Regions from separate parts of the Mus musculus genome. Here region 1 is linked to region 2. A link is a contact called in public Hi-C data. All regions are on one chromosome and are shown on one strand. The core of a region is the stretch at or near the end of the contact, and the rest is flanking DNA. Distances in the headings are between cores, read along the strand shown. Region 1 has its middle 4.9 kb from the start of Gm15418. Region 2 overlaps Gm39129 (a long non-coding RNA gene).

Region 1 (5,671 bases), core at 700-3,199, 420 kb before region 2:
TCTGAGGCCAGTCTTGTCTTTGCAGTAAGACCCCATCTCATTAAACAAACAAACAAACAAACAACAAACATACTTGGACACACACATGCACACACAGGCACACATATGCACACACACACACATGCACGCACGTGCGCGCGCACACACACACACACACACACCCCAGATGGAGATCTATAGAGGAAGACATCTGACACTAACTGCAAGTTTTTCACACGTGTATACATGGTGAGTGCACCCCTCCCTCCCCCGACATAATGATTGTGTGAAGTACAATTGAAACTTTGCATCATAAAGACTGGGGTCTTACCGAACAGCACTGTAGCAGTGCACGAGCCAAGATGGTCTTGAGGGCCTGGTGTTGAGAGCTGCTTGTGGCTGTGGTGGTAGAAGCAGAGGCTGTTCATGTCTCAGTGGCTATCCGGATTATAACCCTTCATCTGCTGGTGAACACTTCACATGCAAAAGGTTCCACACCTTGTCACACAACAGCTGAGGCCCAAGAGCTCATGCTCACAACATACTGAAGGCATGTCACATTGAGGCTACATCAGTGGCCTTTGATCCTGATGCAAATCAAGGCAACATCTCCAGACAGGAACCCTGGTAGAACATACCAACCTACCCACAAACATTTTGACTCAAAGCTTATTCTGTCCACAAGAAATGCAGGGATTGGCTATGGAACAGAGATTGAGGGAATGGCCAACCAATAACTGGCCCAACTTGAGACCCATCCCATAGACAAGCACCAATCTCTGGCATTATTAATGACACTGTTATCCTTGCAGACAGTAGTCTAGCATGGCTGTCCTCTGAGAGGCTCCACCCACCAACTGACTCAAACAGATGTAGACACCCGCAGTCAAACAGTGGATGGAGCTTGGGGACCCTTATGGAAGAATAGGAGGGAGGATTGTGGGCCCCAAAGAAGATAGGAATTCCACAGGAGACCAACAGAATCAACTAAGCTGGACATTTGGGGCTTTCAGAGTCTAAATTGCCAACCAAAGAACATACACTGTCTGGACATATGTCCAGGCCTCCCTGCACATAGGTAGCAGATGTGCAGCTTGGTCTTCATGTGGGTCTGGGATAACTGGAATGGGGGCTATCCCAAAAGCTGTTGCCCGTATGTGGGATGTGTATTTTTTAGCTAGGCTTCCTTGTCTGGCTCCAGTGAGATAGGAAGCGCCTAGCTTCACAGAGGTTTAAAGTGTCAGGGTCAGGGGATACCCAGGGGGTCCCCGCCCACTCAGAGGGGAAGGGAAGAGGAGGTGGGGAAGGGCTGTGGGAGGGGGTGACCAAGAGGTGGGCCGTAAATGGGATGTAAAGTGAATAAGTTAAAAAGTAAATACATTTTTTTTAAAGGCCACATTTCAATGGAGGTGGGAATGATAAGTCCAGGGCTCTTCCAGTAGGAAGGAATGAGCATCTGCAGTAGATAGAGGAGAAGGTGGATCTTAGCCCACTGAGGACGGTGTCCATCTACCCAGATTACCCTTGAGACAGTGAGCTCCCTCCTCAGTTCCCTGAGAGCCTCCCCCGAGAGTCTGCCTGGGACGCTGTGCCTGGAATGACTGGCTGGGTGGGAGAGAGAAGCTTGCACAACTCTGTAGTGTTGGGCACAAACTGGAGCTCTATGGAAGACACTTTGGACCAAGTGTGACAGGTGAGGCTTTGGGCTGTGGTGCCCTCTGTCAACTCTAGTAACAGCTGTGGCTTCCAGAAGAATCCAATGACCCCGCGCTTCTCCGGCTGGTCTAACTGCTCACCTCTTGACATTGCCAGCGAGCTGGTTATAAATAGAAGCTGGACACGCTGCTTGTGTCCTGTTGCTAGGTGATCCCGATGGTTCCTGTGACATCATGTCCCTGGGAAGCCAACCTTCATCGCTGTCAAAATAGCTCCATAAATAGGCCAGTGGGCAGGAGTGGTGTTCCAGTAAATTCTGCAGTCTGCCCCTGCCTTATCAGGTAGTGTTCAGGAGCTGTTGGTGACACAGTTCGAACGTTGTCAGCCAGCAACTGTCCAGCCAAGTGACTGCTTGACCTAGAAACAGGGAGTCTGGCTTGCAGCTCACCGTTTGTGGTGAAAGACACCTATGCTTTGTGTTCCCCAGTTGCTTTTCATGCTTTGCACCAAGGGAAATCTGTCTTCGTGACTGGAACGTCTGACCCTGCTAAGCCCTTCCCAGGGTGTTCACATAGCAGTGTAGGAACAAACACGGATCCTGTGTGTTTGCTTTTAGTGATTCTTCACAGATCCTCTGTCCCACCTGTATGTTCCTCCATCCTTAGCACACGGCACAGAACTGAAAGATGAATTTTATTAAGAAGCCAAAAATCAAACCATTTTAAACAACCAGGCTTTTTGTCATACTGAGTCTCATGTCCAAGGTCAGAGCCATCTTTGCCACACTTTCAAACTACAGGTACCACTTTGGCTGGCGATGCCTGCAGCTGGTGAAGCCCTGGGTCCTAGACTGAGCTCCATATAAACCTGGCATGGTGACATATGACTGTCAACCCAGAATCTAGGAGGGTGAGGCTGTAAGAGCGAGGTCAGCCTTGGCTTTATGACACCCCTATGGTGGGGTGACTCTGGCTAGCTTTTCCTCTAATCTCTCCTCTCCACAGGTAGTGGGAAAATAAAGCAAACCCCACTATGTGAAACACTGGAAATAGCAGCTATGTGTGGCCGGCCGGCCCTCTCTGGTCCCGAGTATACAGTCGCAGAGCTAAGGTGTGCCGACATTGTTGTGGCTTAGAGTCACCATTTGAACTCACATGTCTGTTCTCTCCGGGGTGAAACGGTCCACCAACCCCTGCAGGGCAGGCTCCAGGGCTGGGCTGGCTGCTCAGCTGGAACAACAGAATGCCCCGTCATTGTGTGAGTGTGGAAGGAGCTGCATGCCGTGAGTGGAGGTTTTCTGGGCATGGAGTTTAATATCTGTGTCCAGAGTACCGCCAGAATCTGGGAAAGTGCTGCCCAGGTGACTCTGTGTGCCCATGGTTCTCACATGCGGTGAGCGTCTGTGTGCAGAATGCATGCATGTACATCATGTGCCTTTAGTGATTCTTTGAACATCCTTCCACCTCCACACGTCTTACCTGTCCCATTGATAGGTTTGGGGAGACCAGCCATAGATGTGCTCAAGTCACCTGTGGTTAGAGTCCATTATTCTGCAAAACAGCAGTGTCACACAGCAGTGGTGCACAGAGGTGTGAATGTCCTGCCAAGAGACCAATGAGGTAGGATGCAGAAGTGGCCCTTTTTCCTCACGTAGTCACCCTGCTGACGTCACCTAATGTGCTGCCGTAAGAAAATGTGTGAGGGCTTCTGTTCTCTGCTTCATTGGAGGCTAGAAATTTCCATGGAATGTCACTCACGTGCCTGTGTACATTTCCCATGACCCTGGTGTGAACTGGGCTCTCCTGCAGTCAGGAGTCTGAGAACAAAGCCACTGCAGCAGGTCCCCTGAGGGGTGGGTAGAGCCTTCCTGGCTCCTTCCAACTTCTCCAGCCCTGGCCTCTCTGGGCTCGTAGAGGCTCTACTCTCTCATCTTGGCTACCACCTCCGTACTGGAGTCTCCGTGTCTCTGTCCCAACAGAATGGTTTCCCTTCTCTCTTGACAGACCTGTGGACCAAGGTTCCTCGAGTGCCACTTCAGCATGGCCTCGCCTTATTCACTTCTGAATGGAGCTTATTTCCAAACAGGCACAAGGTCTGAGTTTCGGGGCTTTGACTTATCTAATCTTTTGGGTCACTCCATTCAATCACCACAGGACACTGCTTAGCCAGAAGCTCCACCCAAGGTGTCTTTCCCATAAGATTTCTGGTCATAGTTCATGTTAGGCCAGGTTTATTTTACCAAGAGGGTTATTACAGTGTCAGTGCTTTGGTCCAAAGACACAGGCACGGTTGCTTTTACTGTTAGGAAGTGCGATTTCAAATGTCCCTGAGCTGATTTTTGTCTGGCAGGAAATGCACCTGACTGGTGGTGTGTTTCTTTGTTGATGGTTTCTTTTCTGGAGGAAGGTGGTTAGAAAACCACAGTGGGCTTTGAGACATCTTGGGGTTGAGCACGACATAAGCCTAGGTTATAATTAGACTATCCTCTGCCATAGATTTCCTAAAAATGGCCTCCCAGCTCCTTAGAATGCGCAGCCTCTTAAATAATGGTCCTATTTGTTATTCATAATGGGACAGCCCGGCAATTGCCTTTTATTTAAGCGAAAGGTCAAGAGGTTTTGATTTAAACAGGGGTTGAATCAAAGGTGGCACATCTATATGAAAGATGGAAGGCAGGCATGTGGGCCCTGACTGCACGCTGTGACTGCTGCATTGTCTGTGGAAACTGAGGGGGGGGGGGGACAGTCCAGCCCACACTTTACATGCATGTTCATTGTTGCAGAAAGTCAGTCTATGTCTTGGCAAGTTCATTTCCTTACAAGAGGCCGTGTCTTCCGGCAAGAATGGGTCAGGTGTCAGGGGAGAGAGGGCTCCCATCCTAATGTCTGCTGGTAGGGAGAACAGAACACTGGAAGCCATGGTACTTTGCAGCTGAGACACACTGGTCTGATTATCTAGAAGGAATTGGTGGCTATTCATCCTCTGAAAGGCAGCCATTTAGCCTTCTTGTTGTAACGACCTTGAGGAGTCGCCATCTCACAGAATGGCCCCTTCTCACAGTGTAGGGGATTGCATGCTCACACCACTCTCCGTGGGAGCTGGACCGGATTCCACTGCACTTAGCTTCAGTAAGCAGCTTGGATTTCTTCTGACTGTACTTCGTAAGGCTATGAGTGACTCGGACCTCCATGTTGGTAAGGGAAGGGAGGTCTCACTCAGGTCTAGCTGTCAGGTGCCTGCTGCATCTCACCTCATTTAATTCCTACAAGCATGAAAAGTGACCATGTCCACTAAGGTGCTTCTGCTGAGAGGTGAAGCGATGTCCCTGGGTGCTCAGGATGAGACACTGTGCTTTGTCAGTGGCCACGGGAGCATTTCCGAGACTGGGACTCTCCTGTTGTGCTTGCTGGCCTCTGCTCATCTTCTCTTCCTCACTCTGAGATAAGCAGGGCTGGACTTCCTCTCTGTTACTTTGTTACTGGGCAGGAACTCGTTTAAAAAACTTCCTGCACCGGCCCATCTCCCAGCTCAGGGTCTCCACCATTGGTTCCAAGCTGATTCTGTACATCCCAGCTCCTGGAGGATGTTGGGAGCTGTCTGTGTTCTGACTGATGGACCAAGATTCAGAAAGACAGACTCTGGCCCTGACGAATCCACCCACAGTTTTAGGGCTACCAAGACTGATCAGATAACTGCATTCCTTGGAGCGATACCTATGAATATGTTGCGGTCTTCTTGCAAGACAAAAGGGTGTCCTGTTAGGTTTCTGTTGTCATATGGCTCTCTGGATGGACACAGTGTTCTGGGGAAGACTGTATCTGGGCGGGGAGTCCTGGAAAATTAGGTTCCCTCCAAGAGAGAGGCTGAAGAGCTGTCCAGCTACAGGAAATGCTACTTCCTGTGTGCAGTGCCTCTTGTTCCCTGGGTGGTAGTGTGGTTGGCGGTGGGAGCTTATCTGGAAAAATGGGAAATGAAAGCCAGACTGTTGGTCTAGCTTTGACCTCTGCATGTGAACAGGAGTCCCAGCCATGACTGG
Region 2 (5,937 bases), core at 792-3,291:
TTTTGGAAACTATCAACTGAATTGGTATTTTCTCCAAGACCCTACAACAGGTGCAAAGTTAAAAGACTGATTCTGTAAGGATCTGCTCACCATTGTCCTGAAGACTGTGGGTTTTATTCAACAGGGAGATCAGGGTCTTTGAAATAATGAAGTGCAAGGCAGCTTTGCTATTTACTGTTTCTCCCTCCCTCCTTCCCTTCTTCCCTCCCTCCCTTCCTTCCTCTCCATCTCCTTCCTCCCTTTCCCCCTCCCTTCTTCTGTCCTTCCCTCCCTCTGTCCCTCCCTCCCTCCTTCTCTCCCTCCCTCCTTCTCTCCCTCCCTCCTTCTCTCCCTCTCTCCTTCCCTCCTTCCCTCCCTCCCCCTTCTCTCCCTCCCTCCCTCCCTCCCTCTGTCCCTCCCTCCCCCTTCTCTCCCTCCCTCCTTCCCTCCTTCCCTCCCTCCATCCTTCCATTCTTCCCTCCTTCCTCTCCATCTCCTACCTCCCTTTCCTCCTTCATTCCCACCTCCCTTCTCTCCTTCCATTTTATATTATTTTCCCTTTCTCGTTTAGCGTTCTATCTGTGGCTGTTGCTCAACAGCAATTAACTATAAAAGAATTTTACTGATTAGTATACATGATTTTAAAAAAAAAAAAAAATTGGCAGGAACAAGGAAAATAGACTCCGGACAAAAAGGCTAAGATTTTTTCGTGTTGATCTTAACATGCTGTAGGATCCTGGGTCCCCACATCTCTGCATTATTAATGTCACATGGGTATTGAATGGCTGCTATTGTGACTTATATTTTAATAAGTCAGTGAAAGAAGAAGAGCAATTGCTTCACTACAGTGCCCATGGGTCAAAGGTGTAACAGCGCAGACCATTTGATAGAGCTGCGCAGAGCATGCTTGGTGGGGATGCAGGCTGAGAAGCTGTCCTCCCCTCTGCCCCTTCACAGGGGCGGAGCCAGGCTGGGTTTCTAATGCCAACCTCGCCACTGTGCCTGAATAAAGGGCACCCTAGGGTTTATACGTTCCCCACAGAAGAATATAGGTAACCCCCTTTTATTCCTAAGTAATAAGAGGCATAACAAAGAGGCCTCTTTGAACATTGTAGGATGACAATGCCATCGAGTGATAGTTTGTTTCCTGCTTGCCAGGAATTGTATCAGAGTTTCTTTACACATTCCACGGTCCATTCGAAGTACAGTTTCTTGCGACAGGGAAAATCATGACCTCACCAAAGAAAGCAGGCTGCTGCCCCTTTCCTGATAGGCCTTCCTAAAGGCCTGGGAAAAGGAGCTGTGGATTTTTGTGCCGAGCAATGAAAAACAGAATAAAAGTCCCATCACTCCATGTGCTTAGAAAGCGCCAAAGTTATTTGTCCTGAGGTGTCTGATCTGGAAAGACTGCCAGCCCCGGGGCGATTGAGTTCTTTGAAGGTTTCATTATGGTGAGTTGAATAACCCATAATATAAAGACGGAGCAGACAAGTTGGAAAACTTGCAGCATATAAACTTTTACTGAACTAAGTCCCTTCATTAAATTGAAGCAGCACCTTTGAACTGTGGGGCTCACGTCTGCGCAGTAATAAGCTTCATGTGGACTATGACGTTTCTATTAGATGTCTAACGGGTCTTGGAAAGGCCCCAGCACATCTAAGAGTCTGACCGAGGTTCTGTTTACAGCAGCCTAGCTGAGAGCTGCCCTGGACTGCCCAGCTCTCTTGAGCATTAACCCTGGTTCTGCCGCTCTGAGGAGGAGCCTCCGGTCCTTTGCAAACAGCTGGGGAGGGAGGGGGAGAGCGGAAGGGGGGTTCTGCCCAGCCTTGCAGGCACTATGCTTGCTCTCACAAATGACTAGGGAGATGGTGAGAGCAGCCTTTGCTCCTGGCTGTCACTCTCCCTGGCAAAGGCATAAGCTGAAGAGGACAAAGGACTCTGCCAAACCAGGAGCAGGCCCAGTGGCGGGAAGCAGGGAAGCACAGGCCACACTGGAGGGATGGTTTTGACAGCCTGTTCTTGCAACTCACAGTGCTCAAAAGGAAGCTTTTGGCAGAGGCTGGAGGGAGGTGCGCTTGGCACTGAGAGTCCCGGCAGAGCAGATGGGCTCTCCCCGTCTAGACAGAATGGTACTGTCCCAGACGGAAAGGTCTCCCAGGCCAGACAGTCCTGAAGCACCACCCTGCTGAGGGGCCTCACAGGCGGAGAAGGCAGAAAATAAGAGAACAGCGGTGTCCGTGCAGGCAGGGTAATTAGCAGGGTGAGCTAGGTCCACAGCCAGTGTGTGTGTGTGTGTGTGTGTGTGTGTGTGTGTGTGTGTGTGTGTGTGTATGCGTGCATGCGTGCATGCGTGTGTTCTTCTGTGTGTGCATGTGTATGAGTGTGTCTGTGTTCTTGTGCATGTGTATTCATGTGTGTATGTGTGTGTCTTGCACTTCTCTACACGTCACCCATGAGCTCAGTGTAACAGCCTTCCACTGGGGTTTTAAAGGCAATTACAGAAAGTCAACAATTCTGTAACAGGATTTGTTTCTCAAGCAAGTCAAAGAAATTCCCTTTCCACAATTTGTTTCAGATGTCAGGTTTCAAACGCAGAATCGCTAAACTCAGAATCTAAACAATGATGCTGTCAACAACCCAGTGGCCTTGGATCTTGCATTTAAAACAATGCGTGGGAATGAACGCTCATGGGAAGGGTGTGTATTTTCAAGTCGTGGACTTGGCAAACATGAAAACTGTAGAACAACATGGCTCCTCATTTTAAAGCACAAACCCTTCACAGCCTCCCTGAGTTGAGACTCTGGCTCTGTTGTTCCCTCCAGAGGAAGTGCTCCTTGTATGGTCCTCGTATCTATTGGCTCTTTCTGCATACATCTGCTTGCTTGAAGGTATTAGCATGAGTTTGTATGCATTTAATTTGTGTAGATCTTGGTTTGCAAAGAGCACAGGGGAAAGTAAGTTGGTCCCTTTTTTGGTGATGTACTACAAAGCTCAAGGCAGCACGGACCTGCCTTTGAACAATGAGTGTCACATGTTCACTTATACACAGCGAGAACAAATTTCAGTCTACCTGAATTTCAGTAATTGCTTCAGTTGGTGTCAGGGTCCTCTGTTAATAGACCAGGGCAATTAATTGTCTTTGTCTAAAGATGACACAAATTTGAGACACGTGGTCTGTGCTGTGTTCATGGAAGTTAACCAGAGACCTAAAGATATGTGCTACTTTGTATAAAACAGTGCATATTTTTAACACCAAACTTCCTCAGAGCCAGACCCTCAGTACAGGGAAACTGCTTCCTGTTTCATTCACTGTCATTTCAAGACACTTTTAAAAAAATATGCATAGGTCTTTCGAGAGATGGTGCATGGCCCTGTTCAGAATGTTGCCCTGGTTAAACAAGCTCTCCAGTGGGCAGGAAGCTGTGTGTAACAGCAGAGTCAGGAGGGTACCAGTGTGCTGCATCAGGCTTTGTGTTTTGCAAAGAATGCTCACTGGCCATTCAGGAAAAGCATTCGCCTCTCTCTCAGCAGTCTTTACGTCCATAAGGAAGACATCCCAGGGAAATGAGGTGACATGACTGTGTATGGAAAAAGTGGTCCCTGCCCTCAGTCACCATTCTGTCTTGGTCCTCACAGGGTCAAGTTGAGCAAAGGACAGAGGCTTTGACCCCTGGTATTGAACACAAGCTGTGCATGGCTGCCAAGAATGGCCAAGGGTCTATTTCAGTCTGTGTTTTGTCAGCTTCAGCACTTAATGCTATGCCTGATACATAATCTAAGGTCACTGTTGAAAATAAAATCTAGGTAGGTCTCTAGAAATGGGAGAGACATGGCGAACAGATAACAAACACAGTGTCAGTCTCCGCACAATAGGCTCTTAGCAAAAACTGTAAGACACATCTGTTGCTCAGAAATTATCCCTCCAGATAAGGGTTTGGAATGGATAAACATCACTGTTAATAGAGCTAAGAAGTTGCTGCCTTTGAGCTTGGACCTATAAAAATTTAAAGTTACATCAGCTGGTGTTGAGTAATTTAAGGAGAATTCATTTTAATCCAATGGAAACATAACTATCATAAAATAATTTACTTCCAAGAGGAAACTATTATCTATGCTCTGTAGAAATGTTAATCATTTCTCTGTCTTTAACATCAAACTAATAAATGATTTTTTTCCTTGCAAAGTAAAGCCCACATCTCCACATAAGAAAATAGAGAAGTCAACTGCTCTCAAAGTACAAAGCAATTATTTCTTAGGCTGCCCTTTCCCAGATGGCTCTAGGGTTAAATAGAGGCTTTTATTTGAAGAGGTTGGTAAGTGGGTATTTTGGCAAGTTGGGATGCTAGGGAAATGATTTTTGTTATGCATGAGGCTCTTTGCTTTCAAGTTTTAGTATCAACAATATACTGTGTAATTAAAAAATAATAATAAAAATTCCTTTTCATTGGTTGGCAAAAAGATTGGATAAGGAGAAGGTGGAGAGAAGGTAGCCCTGCTTGATACTCCCGAGCTGTGTTATGCGCTCATGGGGATTCTCTGCCAATTCTTTCTAGAGCCTCACTTTCCCTGTAGGCTGGTGCTCTGAGTTCTCTGGGTGTGTCTTCTGGGCTTTGCACATTATACCTACTCCCTAGTAAGCAGCGGTCACACCTAAGTCACTCCTCACCTTGTCAGCACTGTCTATAGCTGGCTTGGTCTACTGCACAGCCCAGCCCAGCCTCCCTTGGGAATCCAAAAAAGGCTTGATGGAGATACCCTCCCTTCTCCAGGCTGAATCCAGATGTATGCTCACACCTTCCTTTCTGTCCTGCATTCACAACGGGTTTCCTGCCAGTGCAGAATGCAGTAAGGACCTTATAGCTTTTCCTGATCTCACCTCTCTCTCTCCCACGGATACCCTAGTCATGGGGTACCTAGCAATAGTCGTCTTCCTCTCACTAGCCCTCCCTCTCTCCTTTCCAGGTGGCCAGTGAGGTTTTCCTCTTTTAATGCCCAAGTCCAAGGATATCTTTCTCCGTTTTGAATCTTTTAACAGCTTCATATATGGCCCTGAGATAAACATAAAATTGACCGTTTTGCCAGCAGATTTCACATCCTCTTCTGAGCTGTCAATGAAATCAACTTTTCTAACATTCCCTGATGTTGAACCTGCAATCCTTCCTTCCCAGAATATTTCCAGCCCTTGGTCCATCAGATCAAGTTTCTATCCCTTATTCAAAGCCAGATCTACCACCATTTACCCCCAAAAGACTCCCTTGAAAAGGAAAACTAAGTTAGGATTCTCTCTAAAATCAATATATGTATCGCCTGAGGGAGAAACTGTATTCCCAGCAACATGTAATGTGGGCAATTCTATCACCGTGACAGCATCACGCATGTGGAGAAATGATCATAGCTACCGTGGTTCAAGAACAGCCGCTCAGGGTTCTATCCTGATCCTCGTCGGTGTTCATTTTGTTTTAGGTTAATCAATCATGGAATATTAGCTAGTACTGGAGAGGGTATTGGCAGTGGATTGAAGGCCTAGAAGCCATAGCAGAATTCCCCAACCCAAGAGAATGCCGTGTACTAACACAGAAGAATCAGGAACAGGAGACACAAGACACACTGCCCATCTCCCAAGGCTGACTGCTTCACACCCAAGGCCCTTTTGATACGAGCCTCTTGTCACCATTATTGCATGTTGTGCACTGACGTAGCTGGATGTACTACTGTTTCCTGGGATTTGTGTCACCTCACATGTGTGTGTGTGTGACACACTTACTACACCATGATGCAGGCAGCCTTCAGCTCCGTTTTCAGGGGCCACAGTGTCACATGTGTGCGGTCGGTACCTGCTGCTCTTAAGTGCCTCAGGCTCCATGTCCTCTGGCTACTGCTCTCTTCCCCTCATCTTGGAGGCAGGCTAGGATTTGCCCTTGCAGGGTCGCTAAGCCCTGTGCTATGTGTACTTGATGT

The links. Hi-C and Micro-C count contacts between places; a contact is called where the count stands out from the background.
Region 1: a Hi-C map of cerebellum shows a contact between it and region 2, with 1.7 times the contacts expected there. The contact joins two enhancer-like sites. A contact is called at or near these places in 3 of 39 promoter capture datasets (the 3T3-L1 cell line, cranial neural crest and liver), 1 of 15 datasets of contacts at CTCF or cohesin (large pre-B cells), 7 of 484 Hi-C or Micro-C datasets (the G1E-ER4 cell line, the N1E-115 cell line, Sertoli cells and 4 more) and 3 of 115 datasets of contacts at active chromatin or transcription factors (embryonic stem cells and stem cell-derived neural progenitor cells).

What each region holds. Positions count from the first base shown.
Region 1 is chr8:11,179,974-11,185,644 of GRCm38.p6, reverse strand. No RefSeq gene overlaps it. Among named protein-coding and RNA genes, the nearest start is that of Gm15418, 4.9 kb to the left of the region's middle. Within about 2 kb of position 1,949, at least 28 of the 459 cell types and tissues checked have an H3K27ac peak or open chromatin away from gene starts, as enhancers often do. A contact at or near this core is called in cerebellum, where this site is marked.
Region 2 is chr8:10,757,110-10,763,046 of GRCm38.p6, reverse strand. All of the region lies in intron 2 of Gm39129 (a long non-coding RNA gene), which reads right to left. Among named protein-coding and RNA genes, the nearest start is that of Gm32429, 13 kb to the right of the region's middle. Within about 2 kb of position 2,041, at least 126 of the 459 cell types and tissues checked have an H3K27ac peak or open chromatin away from gene starts, as enhancers often do. A contact at or near this core is called in cerebellum, where this site is marked.